Linked DNA regions of Mus musculus: region 1 is linked to region 2. Evidence: chromatin contacts called from public promoter capture Hi-C data. All regions are on one chromosome and are shown on one strand. The core of a region is the stretch at or near the end of the contact, and the rest is flanking DNA. Distances in the headings are between cores, read along the strand shown. Region 1 has its middle 140 kb from the start of 1700034K08Rik. Region 2 holds the start of Plscr2 (phospholipid scramblase 2).

Region 1 (7,046 bases), core at 815-3,314, 590 kb before region 2:
TAGAATCCATATTTGTTGCTTCATATAAGCACTATATCTGCTCAAAAACTCAAAACCAGTAAACAAAATAATAGAAAATTAATATTACGTTGACCAGCTAATAAGTTCAATAAGTGTAATCTGATTATTTTTTAGTTTTATGCTACCATTTAATATTATTGATATACATGTGAGTTATAAAGTAGTTAAATGTTGCTTTATATGACTTTGGCTCTGTCTTCCTATAAATAAAAGTCTCTATGGCAAGGGATATAGAGAGCCAGATTGCTTCAGGGAACTGGGACTCACCTATGGGATTGAACTCAGTAATGTCTGCTCAGCCAAGCAGTACAAATCTGGTCTGAAGCACTCTAAATGAAGAGAGGCCTCAGAGCATATGACAAGAGTTTCTGATAATGGCCTCATATGGCTAAAAATTCTCATTTCAGAGCATTCCAAATGCTGAGGTCCAAGGATCAAGAAATGATGAGAACCATGAGCCCATGAGTTTTCTGGGTCACAAAAAGTACAGACAGTCTTAGAAATCACTTATAAATGTTTCTGGTCAAGGCTGGGGCTTAATAAAAGTCATCTCCAAATACAACTCTGAGTATAACCCACAATATTGGGAATACTGAGTTCAGTATATTCAGTCCACTTGAACCAGGTAGGCAGCATATGAGGTAGTGAGATAATAGTGTCAGGTCCATACGGAAGACTGGAAAGCAGCCCTTGTACCCTGCATCAAATATTGAATTAAACATTAGGAAAGGAGACATGAGGACTAAGTAACACCTCCACCTTCAAGAATGACAATATAGTAGAGGTAACTGCTGGGATAAAATTGGACTTTGTAGAAAATAATAGATTGCTATGAGGGCAGCATGTGAGATACTCAGACAAAGATGCACTGTCCTTCCACAATGTCAGAATTAATCGAATAACCATAAACTCACAAGAAACCTCAGGTCCAATGGCAACGATCTGACAACCCCACTTTTCCTTGGAAACCTGGCATAGACAAACACAGGTTGCTTTATTTGCATCTTAATTATTAAATCCAGATCTCAGGGCACGATAAATCTTTCTGCCTAGCTACATGAATGTCGGTTATGGAATAAAGGCAAAGAGCTGAGGCTGAGGCAGGGTTTCCAGGGGTTTCCATGGGGTTCCAGCAGTAAGCTGATAGAAATGTAAATAAGGTCTCTACCGATGAGGCTTCAGGGCTTCAGGGAAATGCTACTGCTGTAAATCGGGCTGCTGAAGCTCATGGGCTTGAGAGCAGAGCAGTAAAGAGAAGTCCTGGTGCAGCAAGAAAGACACCATAATAGGTCCAGATGAAGAAATAAAAGGATGGATGGATGGATGGATGGATGGATGGATGGATGGATGGATGGATAACAAGCCTAGACAGAAGAACAGAAGTATAGGCAGATGGCTGTTGAGAAGACAGCATCAACACTTGGAACTCTTGGAACTGGGCCAAACTGAGGCACCCCGCACTCCCTTCCCCCCCCTCCCAGGAGGGGAGACTAACTGGGACTTGCACCAAACTGATACACCCAGGATAATCTGGAGATCTCTGTTTCCTGTCCTTCACACACACACGATGGTTAGATAATAGATCCACGGAGACAGATGGTTTTAGATCATTATCACAGAATTGGTTGTTTACTTTTTACTGGAGTCCAAGTGAGAAATCGACTCCCTTTCCTTGGTCTGATGTGTATGGTAAGTTGTTGGACCTGGTAACTATGCTATGCTTTGGATATACCTACGTGCTTCTATTATTTCTGTTCACTTAAATACTTTAGGTTGGAATTCTTTCTACTCTTGGGAATAAGGCATTTATTTATCAGTGTGTAGCATAGCTGGTACAAGACAGTCGATATTGTTCGTGTGTCTACTCAATGGCAGAGTCATCTTACATCATCAAGGTAGAATTAAACCTATTTATACAATGGGGTCTCTCAAGGCCAGGACCAGCCTGAAAAACCAGTTTTCTGGAGTAACTTAGAGCAGCCAAGAGCCTTATCTCAATATAAATCAACAGAGATAACCTTGGGGAACCACTTTATGTTTCGTAATCTATATCTCTGTAGTGGTGACATGTTGTAAGCCGACCCACGGCTTACATGAACTGGGTGTTTCTGGAAGGCAGGCTGGGACTGAAAGAGACTTAGACTGCGAGAAAAGATAATGAAGCCAAGACAAAGGTTCTGATCAAGGCCCCATAAACTGCTTGCCGTGGGTATTTCAGGGCCTGGGGCTGGTCCCTCCTCTTGTTTCCCGGCAATGGACAGCCAGTAATGTCTGACTTGGATTTACACACCATAGCCCAACGGTTGCCCTTCCTGCACCGAGGACAAACTCCTGGAACACAGCCGGCTTGCCCACTCTCAGCACCTTTATTCTTAGGACAATCACTTTTAAAATGACCCAAACTTCCACACTTAAAACATGCATTAGTGACATCTAAACAGGATCTTGATATAGCAAGGAGTTTCTATGCAAGGAATATAAGGCAGCATATTCCATATAGAAACTGGAAGGTAGAGAGGACACAGGATTCTGTTGCAGTAAATCTCCAACCCAAATATGCACCCGCAATGAAAACACAACTCAATTAATATGAATACATGCTGTACGCCTAGATTGGGCAGATCTACCACTACACTACCATCTTCCACATCTATGAGACCTCTTAGAACTTGCAGTTTCTCCAGGCCATGTGCTTCTGCTCTGCTTTTCTTCTTCCTCCTTCTCTGAGTCCTCTCCCTCTTCCATTTTCTTCTTCTTCTCCCTCTTCCCCCCACCTTCCCTCCACCTTCCTTTTTATCTGCCCAATCATCAGCTGTCCTTTATTTTACAAATTAAGGTGGGAAGCAGGTTTACAGGAAATCACCTGTGAGTGCTTACTCATTCCTTGTTCGAAGCCATTCACAAGAGAACGGAATTAATATCAAATATAATTAGCCCCAGGGCTATCCACAACAGGGTTCCAATCAGAGGAAAGTGTGAAGAAAACAAGGAGCTTAATAGGTTTAATAGGCCGTGATGGAGGATATTGCCTTCAATATTACAGGAAAAATGTTATGTATTCAATAATCATTATTTGTCAATTTGGAAAATTGAGAGATGCTACTTTTTCCATTGAATGTGGCAAACAAAAGTGTGGAGAGCTTGAGGTGAGAGAAGCTGAGATAATAATCGTTAGTGTGTATAAGCCTTTGAGAAAAGTTTCTAGTATTGCATGGCATAATGGGCTCTAAATTTGGATGCCCAGTCATGTAACAGGTAAAACAAAGACTTGCTGTTGGGCAGTGGTGGTACATGCCTTTAATCCCAACGCTTGGGAGGCAGGGGCAGCGGATTTCTGAGTTTGAGGCCAGCCTGGTCTACAGGGTAAGTTCTAGGACAATCAGGGCTACACAGAGAAACCCTGTCTTGAAAAAAAAATAATAAATAAAAATAAAAATAAAGAAAAGGAAAAAAACAAAAAACAAACAAACAACAACAACAACAAAGGACAAAGAATTGCTGAAAACCAAAGAACTGACTGGAACAAGGTGAGGTGACTACGAAGCTCCCACAGAGTGCAGGAACCAGGAAAGACTGTCCTTCTGAAAGGAGAAATGAGCAAATTACTAGGAAGAAGGCTCATATCTAATGTGGCATGTTAATTATAGGACCTAAATATAGTGAGACAGTCACTGTGATTTCAGAGGTAGGAAGGCTTAAGGTCAGGGGTATCTTCTGTCTGACTTTCCAATTATACTGACTTTCCAGGTAAATTTAGTAATGGCATTTTCTGTGGGAAGGCCTGACGATGAATGAGGGGACTAAATAAAACTTTAGGAATGATTTAATGACCAACAGAAAGAAAAGAGCAGGAGTTTTAAAACATTCCAAAGAATTTCAGATACTTCCAAATGAAAGAGAAACAGAATTCATTCTAACCTTCAGTTGATTTAGAACAAAAGCTTGATTATGGGGTAAGCCACACCTATTCTAACCACCATTTGTCATTCAGTAATCAATTCTCCTCTGCCATTATTTATAAAGTACACCTTTGTATAGAACAGACAGTATACCGTAATGGCGTTGCTATGTCTTAAGAAATACAGTGAACATAACTAGAACGTAAGTGAAAGAGGCATGCTAAACAGAGGATGGGAGCAGCATCAATGGGAGGAGAGGCCCTTGGTCCTGTGAAGGCTCGATATCCTACTGTAGGGGAATTCGAGTGGGTTGAGTCAGGAGTGGATGGGTTGGTTGGGGAACACCCTCATAGAAGCAGTGGGAGGGGCAGTAGGATGAGGGGTTTCCAAGGGGGGGTAACCAGGAAAGGGGACAAAATTTGAAATGGAAATAAAGAAAATATCCAATAATTTTAAAAAAGGAACATGCTAACAATTTCTAACTGTTAGAATGTAAGGAGAACAAACACACAAACATTTCCTTTATATGAGATAAAGGCAAGCTTCCCATTGTGGAGATGAGAAAGTTAAGATCACAAAAAACTGAAGACCTCACTCTAGATCATAACCAACAAGACACTCTGTTGCCTTATGCTCTCAGTCTAAGGCTATATAGCTCTGCTAAATGCAAGAAGTTTTGGAAATGTGTGGTTCAACTCTACCTTGTTATGGGTTTCATCTTCACCAGCTTCAGTGGGTCTTCCAAAAACCCTATTTAGATCCTTGAACACTGAACCTATGCAGTTGATGTAAGTGTTCCCTTCCATGGATCATGAGCTATTAAACAGTGGCTTGTCAAGCTAGACCACTGCCAAACCTGTCCTGGGTCTATCCTACAAGAATAGTCTTGAGAGTCACAGTGTTCAGCTGACATCTGAGGAGTCTGAGTGGCTATGGTAATTTCTTAAGAGGGTCACATTGGAAAGAACTCATCTCATCCTTCCACTGTAGAGCATTTCTGCCTTTCCTGTGCCAGAAAGAGTCTTCGAACACTCCGGAGTCTAATTCCTCATATCCAGTCCCTAGCAGCAAATCTATCTGCAGAATCTATGATTTCCATGTGTGTGTGTGTGTGTGTGTGTGTGTGTGTGTGTGTGTGCACCCCTTCACAGAATACTGGCTTTGTTAGTTTGTGACATTTTACAATAAAAACGTGAGTCAAAATATAAGTCAAACTCAGATTGGGTCCAAGGACAAACAAGAATTAAAGAGACTTCATTAATTATTTTCATGTAAGATTAAGAGATGCCTTTGCTTTCTTACAGAATTTATTCTAGATTTTTTTTCTATCTCTAAAAGTATGTGAATCTTTTTAGATGCTGTATGAGCCTCTTGCTACTGCAGTGACCCAAGAATGTCCTTTTCCAAAGCCTAAGAGTTGTTTTCTGTGAAATGTCATCAGGGGAAGAGCACCTCTCTCCTTATGTTGTGAGAAGACAGAACTAATTGCATTTAGTGATACAACCTCTATCAGAAAGACTGTAAGTTTGCTTCGGGTTTCTTTTTATCTTTTCTCCTGTTTTTCTTTTGTTGTTATCATTTTCCTTCTTACAAAACAAACTAACACAGGTGGTCAACAGATTACAGACAAATACAGTTGAACTCTGCAAAAATGCCTACTGTTTCTGGGTCTCCTTGTTTTTTATTTAATGTTTTTATCTTGAAGGCCAGTATGTGATGGGCATCAGTTCACAATATAGAGATGTGTATGTTCTATAGATTGTATCTTGATGCTTTCAGGAGCAAAGTTGGTTATTTCTTAACTATTTAGGGAGAGATTATTTTGAAATTAAGTATTTGTTTTCAACTTTATTTCCACAATAAGGGATCAATAGTTTAATTTTAAAACTTAGTTGGCTATTGTTTTACTAATTTCTTAATAATCATTTAGCAATTTTGGACTAGTTTTTATGTACAATGATTTATATCAGGTCCTCCATAGATCTAGAAATTACTGTCATTCTAGCAAATTTCAAAGAGAATTGTAACGATATTACTTCAGAAAGAGAATCATGAAGGAAGGACAAATAAGAGGCATTGTTGTGAAGTATGATGCTTAATCGAATTATGTACATAGATTTGGATGTTTATTGGGTGATGATTTTGAGATATGATGAAAGTACAGAAACAAAGATAAATTTTTGCCCTGATAAATAATTAGAAGGCATCACCCATTTTACATTCTTGAAGGATTTTCAGATGAAGAGGCATTTCTTAGAATTGTGGTAAAGAAAGAACTGATACCAAGGAGTTGGACTTCCAGTGGAGGAAAAGCCAATATTTTAAATAATATTTTAATATTTGATGTTCTTCTGAGTGCAGCTTAACATCCTTCTGAGGTCAAGAGCATGTTTTCAGTGGATTTGGTCAAGCACAGATCAGACACATCTGCTCAAATTCCAAGGGCAGAAAGAAACCCAGCATTTTCACAGAAAAGCCATGCTTCTAAGATCCTTCTCACTCTACTTTGACTTCTAGTCTTTGACTTCTTTATCTTTCATTGCTATTTATTCCTGAAAAGAAATAGCTCCTAATTAACGAGAACTTCTACATATACAGATTAAGATCCCTGGCCAGGAGCCTTCTATATGCCAGACACACTGCTGAGCATCTTACAAAAGGCCCCTCAATCCTCAGGGAGCCTGACCTACAGACATCATGAGCACTACTTGATAGCTTGGGAAACTGATGTAGTTACAGCTAATAAATTATATCTGGCCATAGCATGTTTGTTCCTTGTAGGTGGCTTCTCCTAGAAAAACTATGTAGATTGACAGGTGAATCTAATGAGTTCATTATATTGTTTTATGAGTAAAATAACAATGATTGCAGAAGCATGTGTCATATAGCAACTTCTTTCCATGTCGACATACTCCCCAAAAGCTTTTAATATTTCCAGAGTTGAAAGAATAGACAAACAATTTAGGAATTCCTAAAATCACATTCTAAGAGAAATGGGCTCATCGTTCTTCTCAGAAAGCTTGCTTCTTAAAAAATTCTAATAACATAGACCTATTGTGACTTCAAGACACTAGTGCCATCTCCAAATTCTCTAAGCTTCCAATCTTTGTCTTCTTTATCTTTAAT
Region 2 (6,820 bases), core at 1,168-3,667:
TCCCTGCGAACCCTCCCTGGACAAGCCTGTGCTTCCTTCCTCACTGTTCCAGATCATCTGCTTTCCTCCACATAACAGATACTAAACCGATGAGGTAAAAGTAACTATTGATAACATTTAGCTCCCTAGTCACACGAACTAAAATGATTAAAATCCTTTGTGCTTATTTGCTCAGTTCACCAGAAGACACACACACACAAAACAAACTACATCCATCAAGTTTTAGGGAGATTCTTAGCAACTTCAATCAAGGCATCTTTCTTATGAAGGACAGAACAGCCTTTTAATTGGATCTGTTCTCCTGGCCATGTTAATTCTCCTAAGGTAAGAAACAATTTTAAGTGTTTAATAAAACAAAATTTAGAATAATAAACAAACATTAAATAATTAAATATAAATAAATAAATAATAAAAACTGTTTATTTTAATTAACACCCAGACATTCAAGCTGAGTGATATTAATCATAAATTGTAGAGAATGGGCATGCACACACATATTTATACAAACATTTCTTATTTAAGTATTTAAATATTTGACATAATAAAAGCCAACTGTCACCTAGTCCTTTATGGTAGCAGCAGCTACTCTAACAACCTATACTAATTGATGTAAAATCAATTTAACCTATTAGGTCTTGTACTAGACTTTAACTTGTATTCGTAATAGAATTTGTTGCGTAATTTGTAAGAGTAGCTGAAACAGTATACATGGAGACTGGTCCAGAGTCTGCGGATGTGAAGGAGTTGAGAGAGGGTCACACTCAGGCAGCCTGAGTGGGCAGTGTGGGCACACACAGTCTGCTCTGTCTTTTCTGAGCTCTTGGTACTATAAAATGCCAAGCCTAGTTTGGGTTCCAATTAATACTTATCCTTCAATAGCTAGCAGGCTTTGTGATATGTTTCTCTAATCCCCCTCCTCGATGGCCTTGATTAAGGATTGCACTTAACTGTGAAATGGTATTATTAAGTTGAACTGGGGCCTCATGTGATCTTTTCAGACAGGATGTGGTATGGGATGCTAGGTAGGAGAAAAATAAGTAGAAAAGAGCCATCTACTACTTCCCAGGTATTATTTATGGCATATGCAACTCCATTATCTTCTCATTTGGTATCATAAGTGGCATAGCTCCTGGCTTAAAGCACCCTGTACAAATGGTATAGACTCTGGCCAGGGGGATAACAAGCAGAGGCATAAGGTAATAGCAGTCACTAGACCAGAAATGATATTCGTAAAAGGTTAATAAAATATGCTGCAAGAAAGAGGCAAGCAGACTCTCAAAACACCCTCTTAAAAGGGAATGTGTGTCTAACTAAAACCGATAAGAACAATTACTGGCCTTAACGCTCCTGCTTTGTCTATAGATATGCGGGTACTCCACTTGCTTGTTAAATAATATGGTTTATAGCTATAACTGTCTTTTGAGAGTGGCCCTTGGAGGTGAGCTATCTGGGCCAAGTTACTCTTGAACGTATGTGTGAGACCTCCCAGGTACTGGTTCCAACTGCCAGCTGTCAAAGTCTGATTACTCAGTCATGAGGAGTCGCTGTACTTTCGGCCTCTTTGTGTCTAAAATTAACGGGGTTGTTTGTTTGTTTTACAAAAGTACAAGAGGTGCCTCTGACCTCCAATAAGTTAAGAGCCTTCTCCTAATAAAACAGGAAATTTTGTTTACAACCAAGAGGCTTGAAATGGAAAGAAATAGAACACATAAAGGCAATATCCACTGGACAAGTGAATAACTGGCTGGCTGCTTGTTACAAGATACAGGAAAATAACCCGAAACTCCTACCTGCCCACAGACAAACCTGACTGAACTACATTTTACCTCTCCAGGCAGAGGTACTTCCCTTGCCCGTGTGCCCACCTCCCCTTCCCAGTCACCTTCTTGGTCACCTTTCCTAACTTCCAGCTTAAATCTCCACCCTCAGATTTCTCTTCGCAGGGCTTATAAAAGTTCTGGGTCCGGTGAAGGTCATGGATCTCTTTAGAGGGCATCTGGCTTACCTTTCTCATGCAGCTCCAAGTGAGGCGAATTCCTAGAATCCTAGCACCAGCAGCGACTCAGCTCTCCAGACTCCTCTCAGAAAGGCATAGGTGCTGCACTACTCCACTAGACTAAAGTCAGGGAGAAAAAGCACCTGGACTTTGAGGCAGTTTAGGTTTTGTTTCCTGAGTCTTTAGATTTCCTTTTCCTGACTGGAAAGATACGCAACCAAATTGAAACCCTGTCTGAGTTCTAAGTCCTTTGAGAATTGTTAGCTGCTCCTGGCAGAGGCTCTCAGTAGAAATGAATATCTGGTCTGTGCACAGTTCTGGAACGCCAAAGGAACACTTACTGGCATTCCCTTTACTCTGACCTCCACTGCATTCTTCAAATGCTGGCACTGATTCAAAAGGAGACTCAGGAATGCTTTCCCTTCCTTCTTGTTTTGTTTTGTTTTGTTTTGTGTTAGGAGAGTCAGAGTGCATATCCCGATAGTTCTCAAATGCCTAACTTCTTCTACTGAGTACCAGCAGGAGCCGGTAGGACCACCAATATTATTTTTCCTTATTATATTTTTGTCACAATCTTGGGACAGTTGTTCACATTCAGGTGAATGAGCCTCTTTGAGACGGAGTCTCCCTATGACTGTTATGGGTCTGGGGTCACTCCGAGATTCACCACCACCACAGGTAAGTTTTAATAAGAGGCTTTATTAAATACTGCCACTCGATATTCATGGCACCAGAACGGCAACCCAGAGTGCTCTCCAGATGCAACAGCTAGTCATATCAAGCCAAACCCACAAGACTGCTTGTGTTTTGTCTACCTGGAGGCAGAGTCTAATTTTAACATATATGTCTTGTAGATGTTCTAGTCATTGAGAAGAGTATGCAAGCTTGAGTACAAAAGCTGGAAATAGTCTCTTTAGTAGGTCTCAAACCAGAGACAAAGGGCTGAGTTCCATTAACATATGAAATTGAATGCTGGCTACCTGGTTCTCCCTGCATCCCTCACTCCCTACCCGTTTCAGGGCCTGACTGCCATATTTGGTTTGGTACCCTAAATTCTCCTCCAGCCAACAGGCTGGGCTGCTCTTCCCTATAAAATCCAATCATGTAAGTTACCTGGATGTTTTTTTGGTTTGCCTTGCTTTTTGTTTGGTTTGTGGTTGTTGTTTTTTAGGTGTTTTCCTTGTTTGTTTGGTTTGTTGTTGTTGTTTTGTTTTGTTTTTTGGTCTATCCTTTACCCTCTTGGCCAGTCTCTTGTCCCCGGCTATCCCCTCCTTAGTTGGCAGACCATCTCTTATCTCCCTTCTACTGCCTTCCTCTTCCCCTCCCCTCTCCTCACATGGCCCAGCTCAGCCTGTCTGTGTGGTGCACTCTGGACTCTCCCTTTTCAGTGCTTTCGTGACCTCTCAACCACAGTAAAGTCTAAACTTTAAGTGTACTTGTTAATCATCAGACACCTCACTTCCTGAGTTCGCTTTTCTTTCACACAAAGCTGGACTGTTTCTCCTGCCTCCCTTCACTGCTCCCCACAAAATGACTACAGAATTTTTAAAAACTCCTCAACAGATAAAAATTCTAGAGAGGGACTAGTAGAGCTCCTGATAGGCAGACAAAGGGGGGGGGGGAGCGGGGGAGCCATGACTACATAATGAAAGGCTTCTTCCTCACCCTTGATCAGAGGTGAAAACCAGTCAGCCTAAACCAAGGGCCTCAAAGAGGGTTTCTCCTCTCCTTAGCCTCTCATCCCCTCACCCCTGCTGATGGATTCTCTGGACAAGTTCACCAGATCAGATCAGGCCATGTTTATATAACAGTTGTGGACCGATCCACCATCCTGTCTATCTTTAAAATGACAAGCCCTGAACTAGGGGAGGAAGACTCTTCAGGGGAAAAAAAAAAAAACCAAACAACAAAAACGAGCTCTTGAGAAAAGTGGGTTTTCAACTTGGGCATCCCCTTCCCCTCCTGCTTTTCCAGGGTCTTTTCTTTCCTCTGTGTGTCTGCTCCAAATCTATTTTCCTTACCCCCAGTACAGGCCTCTCCTCAAGGGCTGCGTCCAGCTGCTTTCTGGAGATTTTTCCTTTTTGTACTTGTCAAGCTTGAAATTTTTCCTGCTATTTCATTCTTTTTTTTTTAATTAGATATTTTCTTTATTTACATTTCAAATGTTATCCCCTTTCCTAGTTTTTCCTCCGAAAATCCCCTAGCCCCTCCCCCTCCCCCACCCACCTATCTCATTCTTTAACTGGCATAGAAAATGGACCCCATGGAGAACCCTAGATGGAAACAGTCGTCCATAGCCACGGTACAGATGCTACTGCAGAAGGAAGGACTGAGTGTGCTCATAACTGACAGATGGAGAAGATGGCATACACACCATTTTAGAACTAGGCCTGACTTCAAAAGGAAAGCCATGCATTCCAAGAACAAGGCCATAAAATCCCCCAGGCAAACAGCGTGGGGATGACCACAAGGATGGAGATATATCTGTGCTGGGCAGCCTTATATGCTGTGTGTATCTCATTCTGGGGTTAAACATTCATGACACAAGAATGCAGTCCACTAACCACCTGGTCACAAGCCAGTCACAAACCAATCCATGTAACATCCCCAACACCCACCATTGAGGCTTTAGATTACCTAACACTAGCGAAAATTCCCCTAGAAAAGGGCCTGCATACCTTTGTCTGGAGTCAACTCTTTTTCTTTTTCCTTTCTTTTCTCTTCTTTTTTTATTTTTTGTAAGTGGCTGACCTCTGCATGCAGGCTTCTTGCTCTCTAGAAATAATAACACTCTTGCCAATTGCATCTGTGAGTGGTGGTCTCCGTGTAGCACTTTTGGACTTAACAAGACCTTAGCCAAGGATGTAGCTGAATTGGGAGAGTGCCCATCTCTCCCAAAGGTCCTGGGTTCTACCGGCAACACCCAGAGGTGGAGAAAACTGTAGGCAAGGGCACAGGGAAAGCACAGAACTCCATCACTTTGTAGGTAGAGGGGTTTAACGGGGAAATCAAACTTCCAGGTATGTCTTTGGAAAATTCCAAAAGCAAACGGGAGAGTGAACCTTAGGAGTTTGGAGGACAAGGCTTGTGAGCCAGAATAGCCTGGGAATTAGAGCAGGGCACAGGGACAAAGGAGCCCTGACAGCCTAAGAGCTAGATGGGGACTTTGGTCATCTGCAGGTTTGTTTGGGTTAATCAGGAACTAGAGGACCAGTTAGTGCGTGAATGAGGGAAGGAATTCTCTTCCTATCAAGTAAAATGCAGGCCCTTCCCAAGAATCTAGAACTCACAGCAGGCTACGGACTGCTGACTTTGGAGTTTTGTTTATCCACTAGCAATCCTAGGTTCTGGATTGCTCAGGGGCAACTGATGTAAGAAAAGAGAGCTAGTGCAGCATAAATTTTGGTTTCTCAAGAGGCAGGGAGATCAGCCTCTTAAGGACTGAAGCCCAAACCCTGTTTCCATAGGCTCTTTATTATTATACAAAGGGCACCTTTAACAGATCAATTTCCACAAACTAAAACTTATCTGATCTAGGGGTTGACTTGAAAGAAAAGCCATCACCTTAAGCAATTCTCAGCCAGAGGGAATTTCCTGATTTGTCAGGCCTGTCTCCAGACTCAGCTATAAAAAGGCCCTGAAAATTCTTCAAAAGAACAACTCCATAAAATCTCAGGTAACGTTCACTGGCAAAATGCCTGACTGATGACTCTAAAACTATTAGAATACAGGAGCCAAACGTTTCAGGAGAAAATAACTGTATATATTTATATGAAACACACATATGAAAATATGTGTATGTATGGCATTATTGTATTATAATATGTCAGATTATGCTATAATAAATTATTATGTTATAAATACTGGTATGAACAGTATAGAAGTAGGTTTACATAACTATGTTGAATTTTTCTAAAGAGAGAAATACATTTACTGTTTCTAATTAATGACCATATTGAGTAATAGTTAACCCTAAGGTAAATGAAACAGGAACGTTTTAAAGGTTTTAAATGGGTAGTATTTGTAAAGTAACATCAACTCTTTTGTGTAAATCATAATTATATTTAATGTGTAATTTTATATTAAATTACAATAGCATTTACGTTTCCACAAAAATGGGAAACGAAAGACAAAGTCAAAGTATGTTTTCATAGAGAAGATCATTTCTATGTATATAAATTCACATAACTGTTTTCCCAAATTCACAGTGAAAACCTTAAGAATGTATAAAAACAAATACATGACAGAATTCTAAAAAATAAACTCTAATTTGGGAGCATAATTGTACAACAGGGCACCCAGGCATCACAGGTGAGTTGATAGAAAGTTATTTCAGTAAAGGAAAAGAAGCCACGGTGTGTGCCTTGTGATTCCTCAGTTTCCATTCAGGGTCCATAAAGTTGTCGTCCTTAAACCTCAAGAACTCTCAGGGAGTTACTGCCATGCTCCTGATCTTTGCTCCTCGTTTCCAGTTCTTTCAAAAAACATGAAATCCTGAAAAAAAAGAGAGAGAGAGAGAGAGAGAGAGAAAAGAGTTTAGGACAACAAGACAGAGAACAAATCCCAGATACAAAGGGAACTTATCAAAACTAAGTGCCTGCCTCGAGAACAATGGGAAGCTAGAGCTATGTAAGTAAGTTGTGCCTTTCTCTTTGCATTTTAAGGGCAATCAACTAAATCCCCCACCCCCCCCCCCACCCCCTTCTTCTGTTCTGTACGAGTCTGGTGACCCCTGACAAATTCTCTGGAGACTACTTTTTCATATCCCCTGGAAATCTTCCCTTCGTACTTCCTGAACCTTTGCTAGTCCTTTCTAGTGATTTC

The links. Promoter capture Hi-C pulls out the DNA fragments that hold promoters and counts their contacts.
Region 1: a promoter capture Hi-C map of the C10 cell line shows a contact between it and region 2, with 3 times the contacts expected there. The contact joins the enhancer-like site here to the promoter of Plscr2 in region 2. A contact is called at or near these places in 5 of 39 promoter capture datasets (the 3T3-L1 cell line, the C10 cell line, cranial neural crest and 1 more) and 1 of 115 datasets of contacts at active chromatin or transcription factors (extraembryonic endoderm stem cells).

The regions. Positions count from the first base shown.
Region 1 is chr9:92,860,984-92,868,029 of GRCm38.p6, reverse strand. No RefSeq gene overlaps it. Among named protein-coding and RNA genes, the nearest start is that of 1700034K08Rik, 140 kb to the left of the region's middle. Within about 2 kb of position 2,064, at least 9 of the 459 cell types and tissues checked have an H3K27ac peak or open chromatin away from gene starts, as enhancers often do.
Region 2 is chr9:92,271,199-92,278,018 of GRCm38.p6, reverse strand. It overlaps Plscr2 (phospholipid scramblase 2), which reads right to left and starts at 2,417. Exons shown (of 8, transcript NM_008880.3): 1 at 2,006-2,417. It overlaps Plscr1 (phospholipid scramblase 1), which reads right to left. Exons shown (of 9, transcript NM_011636.2): 9 at 5,458-6,490. The coding sequence ends at 6,431.